Linked DNA regions of Mus musculus: regions 2 and 3 are each linked to region 1. A link is a contact called in public HiChIP or PLAC-seq and Micro-C data. All regions are on one chromosome and are shown on one strand. Each heading gives the region's core, a stretch centred on a gene start, on an enhancer-like site or on the middle of the called end of the contact. The rest is flanking DNA. Distances are from core to core; before and after follow the strand shown.

Region 1 (3,604 bases), core at 784-3,283:
ATCTTCTGGAGTGTCTGAAGACAGCTACAGTGTACTTACATATAATAAATAAATAAATAAATATTTTCTTTAAAAAAAAAAAAGGAATACTGACTGACTCATCTCATACTTTAATGCATCCTAACATTATTGTTGGGGATTGGTTCTAATGCTTTGATTTAATGGGAAATCTATGTGTCCAAATGCTAAAGGTCCTTGTCTCCAATTGTTTTTTAATAGATCAATAAAGATGCCAGCGGCCAATGGCTGGGTAAAGGGAAATGGAGTGGGACCCTCAGATTTGTGTGGGCTAGGGTGAGGGCGAGGGAGAAAGAGGAGAATCGCCAGGATTCAGAGGGAGATGGATCAGACTTAGAGCTGCAGAAGGAAAATCATCTGGAATGTAGGTGAGAAGGAATGCGGCCCACAGAAGGGCTGCCCAGAAGCACCCTGGGCAGCAAATACTAGGGGGCCACCCAGAAAGAAAAGGGCAGCAAAAATAGATCATAGATTTAAAGGACATTGACTCAGGAGTACTGGAGGGAAATCTATGATAATCAGGCAGAGGACTAGAACTGCCTAGCCTTTGAGCTAGCAAAGTTAACTAGTGTGTGTGTGTGTATGTGTGTGTGTGTGTGTGTGTGTGTATCTTTCATTCTTGGATCAAAGAGTTCCTGGAAGCATGCGACCCACCGGGGGGCACAGAGCAGTGTAGGTAAAAACTCCACACTATCCATTCATTATGTACATTCAAGCTAACTGGTAGCTTAAAATATGTGGCCCCTAGGATTCTATACCACACAAAAATAGTGTGTCTACTAATCTTTTGACCTGTGTAGTTTGTTAAATCATATGTGGAATGTTTTACAAATCTGTAAAAACAAAACAAAACAAACAAACAAAAAAATCCCCTGTACTAGCTGATTTCATCTTAATAAATAAAACATAAGCACTTTTAAGAATATTCCAATCTGGGCTGGTGAGATGGCTCAGTGGGTAAGAGCACCCGACTGCTCTTCCGAAGGTTCAGAGTTCAAATCCCAGCAACCACATGGTAGCTCACAACCATCTGTAACAAAATCTGACTCCCTCTTCTGGATTGTCTGAAGACAGCTACAGTGTACTTACATATAATAAATAAATGAATCTTTAAAAAAAAAAGAATATTCCAATCTTTGACTGAGCAATTCCATTGTGAGGCGTTTATCCTTGAGAAATCATCAGAAATGATAAACAGAGACGCTTTACAAGCTGGGCTAACGCAGCTACAGCAAGTCACTATTATAGATGATGTAGCTATTTAAAGCAAAAACTATGTGCAGTCTAAAAGAACAGGGCAGGGATCTACCACCTCTGCCTGTGCTGTCCGGACAGCTGCAGTCTGCAGGGGTTTGCAGCAGCCATTCAGCTGCTGAACTCAACGCTTTCCCAGCAGGAGGCAATCCCACCAGCCTTTAAATACAGCTTATTAACACCAGAGGGCAGTCTCACCCAAGGAATGGGCCAAATGGACTAAAAAACATCACATGATAACTTGCAATTGTGGCAAACAGGGCATGCCTTCACAACAGCTTAAGAGCCCGCTGTAAAGACTAAGTGTCATTGTTTATGGAAAAGCTACATAATAGCTAACTCAAGAAGACCTAAGAAAGCTGGGCACAGGGGCCCACTCCTTTAATCCCAGCACTTAGGAGGCAGAGGCAGTGGATCTCTATGAGGCCAGCCTGGTCTACAAATTGAATTCTAGGATATCCAGAGCTACAGAGTAAGGAAAAAAAGAAGGAGGAGGAGGAAGAAGAAGAGTAGGAAGAGAGGAAGGAGGAGGAAGAGGAGGAAAGGGGGAAGCTGAGAAAGCAGCGTAGACATCCAAACATTCTGTAAACTCTGGCGCTCTCTCCTACTTCCTGGTTCTCTCTAGCTAAGGCCTTCTCACTGGTTTCTATGACTTCCTACCAATCGACCTCAGACCTCTGTTACACACTCCTCCCAGTGCCCAAGATCTCTTCCAGGGGCAGTCCTAGCCTCTATTCCCAATCCCAGCCAACCTCCCTCAGGGAACTGCCTAGACTCCTAAAAGCTGTCTTCATTGTGTCCTCTCCCTGACGTCCCACTGAGACAGTCTCACACTCTGGTCACGTGTTCCATGACAGGGCACTCACAGAACATCCTATCGCGTGGGAGGCGCTCAAAGCTTTCAAGTATAAGTGTGTCATGCGAAGCCTTTGCTGCTGGTAAGAGACAAGACAAATTCAAGACAGACTCTGGTTTGGAAAGTAAGATTCTAGGTAAGTAGGTTCCCAGGACAGCAATGGAGAGATGACACGGAAGAGAAAGACGGCGTACACATCCTGCCCAGGGTAAGAGAACAAACAGATTCCGTACCTCACAGCCACAGAAATCTTGCAGGAAATAGGCGAAACACTGGACCACGTTCATGTGATTCTGGCCATCTTTATTGGAGTAGCAGAGGAAGACCTTGGGCTGAGGCCGGAGCCTGTCTCTGGGGAGAGCCGCAGCGTATGTGGACGACTCCGGGCTTTCTTCATCTAAATGTGAATATATATTTTCTAAATTGGGAAAGAACATAAGGTTGACACCTATAAACAAAGCTTTGTCTTTTCCGTATGACCCAGGGCTCAGTGTCTCACGGCTGAAATCCTAGCACTTGGGACAGGGGACACAGAAAGGTCAGAAGGTCACGGTCATCAGCAACTACTTGGCAAGATGGAGGCCAGCCTGAGCTACGTGAGATCCAAGTCTCAAAAGTAAATTTACCAAAAGGAGCAGCTGACATCTCCACCTGGGAGTCTCGGGTCTGTGACTCCAGCCTCAAGCTGCATGCACGGTTTCTGTAGTACTGTACCAGAAAGTGAAAACACTGTATTAACCTGAAACTGCCCCTGGACATGCCAAGAAACAAACGCAGCATCCGCCCCTATGGCCGCCAGTGAAGTGAAGGGCCCAGAGCTGGCTCTGGCAGCCAGATAAGCTGAGGGAGGGAGAAAAACTTTTTAAAGTATAATTTACAAAGGTAAAGAAAACCAAACCAACAACAAAAATGGCTTTTCACCTATTTATCTATCTATCTATTTATTATTTCTGGACAAAGGGTCTCACTGTATTACTCAGACTAGCCTCCAGTTCCTGAATTGGATCCTCCTGCCTCAGCCTCCCACCAACTGGGATAGCAAGCTCAGCCGAAAGCACACAAATCTTAAGTTAACATCTTCATTACTTTTATCCTTGGAGTCATCTGGGTAACTCCATCCAGATCTACAGTTTTCTAGGTGAAAGACAGAACTTCTCAATGATGGCCACTCGCCAAACGACTGTTCTCATTTTTCAGACTCCCTGAGTTTGAAAACTGGATTATACCTGGACATTGCCAGGTCCTAGAGATTAACAGCCAAACATTTAAATTCTGGGAACTTCAGTAGGCAAGGAACTAGCAAGGAGGTGTGAGGGGGTCCCAGGCCCCTCCTGAGGAAAGCAGGACTCCCCAGGCCCTGTCTTTGTCGGTACCCACCCTTGGCCTGCTGCAAACTAGAGGATGGAGAACAGTGGGCACAGCATAGACAGATACCTTGTTGCTTCTTTCTGCACATCACAGTGAACAGGGTTGCGA
Region 2 (3,604 bases), core at 743-3,242, 96 kb after region 1:
GAAGAAAGTATATTAAAATACCGGTCATTTCTGAAAATTTTTTTATTAAAAATATATAGGAAAGATGTTTTAATTATAACTAAAAATGTACTGTTCTAGAACCATAATTATTTGCAGTATTTTCAGAAAGAATGACAAAATCTAGATTAGATACAGGAGAGAACTGTAACATTTTAAGTACTTGGAATTTCCATTGATTTCTTCTGTACTATACAACTGGAAGAGAAGCCAACATGTGTAATTTTCTACCTATTTCAGAAGATCTGGGTTGAAGGGTTTTTTCGCCATTAGAAACTGTGATTCTCTACGGGACCTTTTCATCTTTGCTCGGCGATTTTGGAACCAAATCTAGAATCAAGGGAAAATAAAACAGTTCTCAGACATATTACCACATTATTTATCATCACGGGTAACAACTGTGTTTGCACCCTACCTGGATTCTGTCTTCCTCTAAGTTCAGCTTTTGAGCTAGGTCCTCTCTGATGTCAATGCCAGGGTAGCAGTTCACTCTAAAGACATTTTCCAATACTTCGACCTAGAATAATGAAGGAATTCTTTAAAGTGGCAGTATTTTATATGTCACCAAAATTGGGCTTTCAAATGAAAAATGCACTTAAATTTGGGCCTTTAATCCAAAAGCATTTTAAAACAATTGGTTGCCCAGAGACTGTTAAACTATGAGTCCACCCTTTCACTAATGCCACTTCTACACTGGGACCCCAGAGTGTCTGGCTTCTGTCACAACCTTTGTGTTGTCACTATTGGCTGAAAAATCTTCTCACCTGGTTCTGGGTGAAAGCGGTTCTTGGCCTTCGTCCTCGGTACCAACTCAATTCTCTTTTCAAAGAGCGTGTTTCGGAGGCTGAAAAATAATTTTCATATTTCGGAGCCCTTTCTTCTGGCCTTGGATGATCCACTGGACAAGGAAATGAAGTCTCACTGGGAAGATCTGGGGCATGTAGGGGTGGGTTGCCACCTTTCTCTAAAATCAGAAGAAGAAGGTCCATCTTATATTGCCTATGTTCCACAAAGTTCTGGAAAAAAGTCATTTCAGTAACTTGCTTTGAATTTTCCTAGGGAATTCTTCAAGGTTTCACAAAAGAATTGTCTCCCCCATTCCCCCCCCCCCAAAAAAAAAGAGGATGGGGGAAGGGAGAGAGAGGGAGAGAGAGAGAGAGAGAGAGAGAGAAGCCTTGGTGATAGAGAACATACATTTTGAACTCTACCATTCATTTTTCAGTGAGGAGAGATTTAGAATGCCTGACGTGACACATGTACACAGAGGGTCTTCTGAAACAAATACTATTTCTCACTGGGAGTGAACCACCTAGGGCAGGCACTCTATTCCCTTCCGACCCTGTTGGAGACCTTTTATAGATACAGAACAGAATGAGAACGTGGTTTCTAATCCTATACTGCATGAAATAAAGGACAAACTAAAAACGCAGATGAATTTAGAAGTTGAGTTGCAGCATACCTGAGTCACCGCAGGTGTCTGTCCAGGGTCTGTGGGGTCTTACTGACGTTGTACAATCTTTTTTCTGGTCCAGTCCTAAAATGCTCTCAATTGAGAAGGAGCAGGGCGCGGGCTTGCTTTCCCGGAGCTGAGCACCTTCCCGAAGGCTGGGAGACATTCTCTTCTGGGTCGTACAGCGCCGGAGGGCTCCTGCCCCACGTGTGCAGAGCTGGGATCTTCCAGCAGTTCACCTTGTAGCTTTGCTGACTAGGGGGCTGGGTTTCCAAAGTCACTAATTAAAATCCTGTTTTAGAAAGTTTTAGCAAGTCAATGAACACTTGCCCAGCCAGCGGCTTAAGGAGTTAATTGTTTATTTGTTTGCAAGTAATTAGCAACTAATGGCTACACCAGGGGGCCACCTACAGGGACAAAAAGTGTTATCTCTCCTAAGCAGAACGCAGACTTAACTTTCTCAGAAGAAGTGGTGCACGAACATAGCACTCCTCTTTTATTTGAGATCATTAATGTATAAAATCGTGGTTTTCTTCTGAAGTTTGTATTTTTAAGGATTCTAGATACCTAAATGTACAGGGTGGATAGAAGAGCAGTCAAGTAATAAATAATCAGATTTAGTGAATGTTCTTCCAAGGAAACTGGGAAAAATAATAATCTCTTAATGCTATTACAGTAATTCTGATGAAAATACCTGTTTTCCATATGCATATGTAATGGTGAACGTTGTCAATGAAAACGCAGTACTCTTTGGAGTGCAGCACACTGGAAAAGCCTGCCAGTGTTATTAACACAGAGTGCAATCGCCTTCCAAGTGCCTTGGCTTAATTCATAGGAACAGTTGCACCACGTATTTGAAGTAATTAATGGGCTAATTCCTTTCTTTCATTCTTTCTTTTAAATGAGAGAGATACACGTTTACATGAGGTTCAAATGCTACAAAGAATAATTTATTTCTATAACAGTTATTTCAAAGAGCGTAGTTTGAGACAAAGTCTCATTATGCAGTTATGGAACTAACTCTATAGACCAGGCTGGCCTTGAACTGACAGATCTGTCTCTCTCTGCTTGCTGAATTAGGGCTTGTCTGTGTGACTTGCTTTGGTCAGAGGAAAGAATGTGAGCAAAAGCTCAAAATGCACTAGTATGATTGGTTTGCATTGCTTTCTTTTTTTGTTTTGTCTTGTTTTTCGAGACAGGGTTTCTCTGTGTAGCCCTGGCTATCCTGGAACTCACTCTGTAGACCAGGCTGGCCTCGAACTCAGAAATCCACCTGTCTCTGCCTCCCATTGCTTTCTGATAACGCCGTGACATCACCCCTGTGGTAGCTCCTACCCTTCAGCCTTCAGCCTTCAGCCTTCAGCCTTCAGCCTAAGCCCTAGAATGGACATGTCAATCAGACTCTAACCATTTTACAGATAGTTAAGTAGTTAAGTCAGCTGAATCCAGCAAAGCTTTGTCAAATGCCAACTGGTCTGAACTCTCTCTCTCTCTCTCTCTCTCTCTCTCTCTCTCTCTCTTCCCCCGCCCACCCCCCCACTTGCACTCTCATATTCTTGTTTTTGCTTGTTTGCATGTTTTTGTTTGTTTGTTTGTTTGTTTGTTTGTTTTTGAGACAAGGTTTCTCTGTTTAACAGCCCTGGCTGTCCAGGAACTCCCTTTGTAGACCAGGCTGACCTGACATGCCTCTGCCTCCCTAGTACTGAGATTAAAGGTGTGACCCACCATGCCCACCATGCCCAGCCTTGGCCTGATATTTTCTAAGCAGGAAAAACAACCAACCAGTTAAAACCACTGACATTTGTGGGAATTTTTACACGTACAATCTTTTTACCTTTTTGTTAAACAATTTAAGAAATAGATTTATTTATTCATATGTATGTGTGTGTGCCTGAATGTATGTATGTGCATTATGTGTGTGTGTGATGCCCATGGAGGTCATAAGAGGGCATTGGATCCCCTAGAATTGGGTTTAGAGGTAGTTGTAGGCTGCCATGTAGGAAGCTAACCCTGATCCTCTGCAAACCAGTAAGTGTTTTTCTATGCTGAGTCATCTCTCTAGTGAGACCCACAACTCCTTTATAGATAGGGTCCTGCTATGTAGCCGAGGCCGATCTTGAACTTAGTATGAAACCC
Region 3 (3,604 bases), core at 665-3,164, 87 kb before region 1:
CCTCCCTTCCTTTAAGGTGTGGTTGTCAGTGTTATATCATAGCAACAGGAAACAACACTAAGATTAACTTTACTTGATTCATTGTTTGCTTTTGGTTTGTTCCCAGACTCTGCACAGTTAGGCTATCAACTTACAAAGCATAGACACACAGCAAAATAATTTTTCAGGCCTAGCCTCAAAGGTCAGTTTTACTGTCCTAAATGAACTAGCATGGTTTATATCCAAGTTTGTATTTAATATAGTCTTCCCTTTTCTGTAGTATCTTCTGGTATTATATATGTATGTATATTTTTATATATGATACAAACATACATAAATTTGTGTATGTGTGTGTGTGTGTGTATATATATGTCTGTGCGTGTCTGTGTATCTGTGTTCATTCCTTGGTCATCCTTAAAATAAGATTCTCATCCTCACCCTGTTACTTTTTGCTGAGTTAAACAAATTTTTTACCTGGGTTAAATGTATATATTTGGTCAACAGACCAAATAAAATGAATCTTCACATGACACGATTGAAATGTAAAGTACTTCAGGCATGGAGAGAGGCACCCCAGCCTGATACGGCATGTGCAAACATCCTGTGGCAGCGAGTGGGACATGCTGGAGAGAAGGTTGGGTCATGTGAACTTGAACACCTATAACCAGGGTCTTTACAGCAGCTTCTGTGCCAATACCACACCATGATTATAGAGTCAAGTACCCCCATCTGCCCCAGCCACATTCAGCAGCCGTGTCCTACCAAACAGATTCGGCCTCACGGGGTAGGGTAAAGACTGTGGCACTCAGATAATGAGGCTGTAATTCCATGCCAACCAATGACAAGGAAAGGCGTGGTAAGCAGGCAATATAACCAGGATTCTGTCAGGAAAAGAGGAACTCACCGGTTCTGGTATGTGCGTGGTTCTATGATGGACCCTGACCCGAAGAGAGTTAACCAAAAGAGTTACTTACAGTAAACATCCATTGAAACTGTCACTTGTGTATCAAGACTGATGCCTACCTGTTGAAAATTGACATCTATCTATTGACACTGAAATCCATCTATTGAAATTGATGGCTATCAACCATCTTAAAAGCTTTGTTTTTAAGAGTCTAGTTGTAGAAAAACAAGTGTTTCTCTGATTGTTCCAGGAAGGGCAACGAGCTCCAGCAGCCACCTCACCGCTTTCCCTCACGAGGAAGCCTCACTTTCCCCTTATCAGATGTCTCGATTCTCTCAGGACAGGGATGCCACACAGACAGGGAATTTCTCCTCCCTTTACCTTTGGATTTATAATGATGAACAGGATACTACCATCGTCCCCAGCCCAGAACCACAGAGAGGAGACACCCTACAAACGCTGGGGTGAGAGGGGCAATGTCGGCGCTCTGCTTAGCCCTGGGAATGCTGGGGCGTTGCGCATCAGAGCAGTGGCAGATGCTAAAACATACAACCAGAAACCGGCAGAATTCATTGCAACATTCTTTGGATGCACGGCTTCCCCTCTGGGAACGGCCTGGGTGGCCAATACGTGATCAAGCACTGTGGCATCTCTGTGGTACCTTGCATGTAAGAAGATAGCCATGAAGAGTAGTGAATTCAAAGTTGGTATTCAAAAGTCGGTCACCAGGGGGCAGGAGAGAGTAAAATTTCATAGCATGGCTTTTGAATTTGAGACTCTGATGAGAGTTTAGAAGAAGCCAAGATTAAACACAAAGACCTCCAGATAAAAATCTGGTTAAAAACCAACATATCTGAGCCTCCTTTAGTCCAGGCATTGAAGACTCTTTTTTTTTTTTTAATGGAAACGGGTCATGCAGACGGGCTAACATTGATCTTTATCAATCATTAACCGCCTCCCACACCTGCAGAGAAGCAATTCTGCAACTGAGTTACCAGAGGATAGGAAGATGAGGGCTCCAGCTCCTCTCCCATTCACATCATCCCTCCTCGTCCCCAGTTGCAGATCTACAAATATGGAACATCTGCATCATCCGCCTGCAGGGCTCTAGCCTCCACAGAGACCTGCCCTCCCACACTTCTGCATCTGCTTCTCTTCAAACCCCCTCCTCCCCACGGAGCCCCCCTCATAATCTATCAGCTTCTGGTCCTCTGCTTTAGCCACGCCTCTCCCTCACTCTTATACCGTACTGCAACCCTCCACAGTACTGGGATCTGTGTAGGTCTGAAGTTCCTATACTGGAGACTAGTCCCTAGAGTGTGGCGCGCCAGGGTTGGGCCTCAGAGAGGCCATCAGGCCACAAGGCAGCTCCCTTAAGAGACAGATCCGTGCCCTTATGAAACAGACCCCCTGGAGAGCTGCCTTCCTTCCCCAGCATGGAGGGTACAAGGAGTCAGGAAATGGGGGTGCCTCCAGATGGCAGAAGCAGTACCTTTAAAGGAAATAGTCAAGTGGAGTGAGTGGTACACGCCGGCAGCTTCAGCACTTAAGTCTGAGGAAGGAGGACCAGCTAAAGATGGGCAGCCTGGGCTATCATAGAAAGCTAAAGGCAAAAGCGGCAAAAGGCAGTCCCTACAACTTGGGGGAGGGACAGGGCCAGAAGGTCCGCTCTGCAGGGCTCCAGACAGGGTTGGCTCCACACAGCTACCCCAGGCAGGACCACAGGAACTCAGAGTCTGTGAGCTTTAACTCTATCCCCAGATGCCCCTGGCTGATTCAACAGAGAGGCAGCATGAGATGAAAGGAAGGAGGTCACTCCTCCCTTCAGCCCCAGAAGGGAGATCAGAAGATCAGAGGGTTTTATTTGTTCAATGTCCCAGAGTCTCTGAGTTCTAACTTTAAAATTCCATGGCAACACAGGGGCCTATAAAACATCCATGATACCGCCGGGTGTGGTGACACACACCTACCATGTCAGCACTTAGGAAGCTGAGACAGGATGGGTTTGGTTTGGGCCAACCTGAGCTACATGGTGAGACCCAGAGCGAAGGGAGCTGTGCGCAAGCTCTTCTAGCCCTGGCTTGCTCACACTCAGCCTGAGATGGAAGAAAAAGAAGTGAACCTTGGTGTTCTGACGAAAGAGGACGCACAGCATGACTCAGTTTCTGACTGGTCAGTAACGCTGCAAGCCACTGCTGTCTTCTGCAGTTTCCCCAGTCAGCAGAGGCTTTATAAACACAGTCAAAAAAACAACCACCCTTCCTGTGAGCCACATGACAGAAGGGGCCCCTCGGCACACAGTCAAGAGCTCACGCCAGCGGGACTGACCCCGTCTGGCAAGGATGCCTTAGTACTGATACCCGGTACCGTTCAGTATTTATAAACATTAACCCTCACTGAGAGTCACCTCTTCTGACCCCACCAGCCAGGACACAGGCTCCCGTGTGGTCAAGTGCTGCTCTCCTGGCCTTGGAGACCCAGAGGAAGTAAACAAGGCTATGCTCAGGAATCTTGGGGACCACGACCAAGCTGCAGTCAGCAAGCTGTTGGTGTTTTCTTGGTATGGATTTTAGTTCAGACTGTCTCAAGGAACAGGCAGTTAAATGAGCTCCATCGTTCCACACGTAGGAGAAATGACCACTTGGAAACCCACGGGAAGTTATGCCCCCTTGGAATTCAGAGTCCTCTCTGCCTCAGGGGACAGCAGGGTAGAGATCCCAC

The links. A called contact is a pair of places that touch in the nucleus more often than the background predicts. HiChIP or PLAC-seq counts read pairs in DNA pulled down with a chosen protein or histone mark.
Region 2: an H3K27ac HiChIP or PLAC-seq map of embryonic stem cells shows a contact between it and region 1, with 6 read pairs. The contact joins the promoter of Hesx1 here to the enhancer-like site in region 1. A contact is called at or near these places in 2 of 39 promoter capture datasets (the 3T3-L1 cell line and hippocampal neurons), 2 of 15 datasets of contacts at CTCF or cohesin (the NIH/3T3 cell line and large pre-B cells), 48 of 484 Hi-C or Micro-C datasets (8-cell embryo, the AML12 cell line, B cells and 35 more), 7 of 115 datasets of contacts at active chromatin or transcription factors (embryonic stem cells and stem cell-derived neural progenitor cells) and 4 of 9 other capture datasets (adipose tissue, embryonic stem cells, liver and 1 more).
Region 3: a Micro-C map of the HL-1 cell line shows a contact between it and region 1, with 7 times the contacts expected there. The contact joins two enhancer-like sites. A contact is called at or near these places in 6 of 39 promoter capture datasets (the 3T3-L1 cell line, the C10 cell line, hippocampal neurons and 1 more), 3 of 15 datasets of contacts at CTCF or cohesin (embryonic stem cells, hippocampal excitatory neurons and stem cell-derived epiblast-like cells), 85 of 484 Hi-C or Micro-C datasets (the 3T3-L1 cell line, the AML12 cell line, B cells and 45 more), 10 of 115 datasets of contacts at active chromatin or transcription factors (bone marrow-derived dendritic cells, embryonic stem cells, epiblast stem cells and 2 more) and 2 of 9 other capture datasets (adipose tissue and embryonic stem cells).

The regions. Positions count from the first base shown.
Region 1 is chr14:27,094,845-27,098,448 of GRCm38.p6, reverse strand. Il17rd (interleukin 17 receptor D) reads right to left here. Exons shown (of 13, transcript NM_134437.3): 10 at 3,563-3,604; 11 at 2,362-2,546. Among named protein-coding and RNA genes, the nearest start is that of Il17rd, 58 kb to the right of the region's middle. Within about 2 kb of position 2,033, at least 62 of the 459 cell types and tissues checked have an H3K27ac peak or open chromatin away from gene starts, as enhancers often do. A contact at or near this core is called in the HL-1 cell line, the HPC-7 cell line, the STO cell line and 7 more, where this site is marked.
Region 2 is chr14:26,998,750-27,002,353 of GRCm38.p6, reverse strand. Hesx1 (homeobox gene expressed in ES cells) reads right to left here and starts at 1,992. Exons shown (of 4, transcript NM_010420.2): 1 at 1,478-1,992; 2 at 783-982; 3 at 434-535; 4 at 28-348. The coding sequence starts at 1,634. The coding sequence ends at 250.
Region 3 is chr14:27,181,796-27,185,399 of GRCm38.p6, reverse strand. It overlaps a transcript of Arhgef3 not described here. Among named protein-coding and RNA genes, the nearest start is that of Gm34848, 82 kb to the left of the region's middle. Within about 2 kb of position 1,914, at least 12 of the 459 cell types and tissues checked have an H3K27ac peak or open chromatin away from gene starts, as enhancers often do. A contact at or near this core is called in the HL-1 cell line, where this site is marked.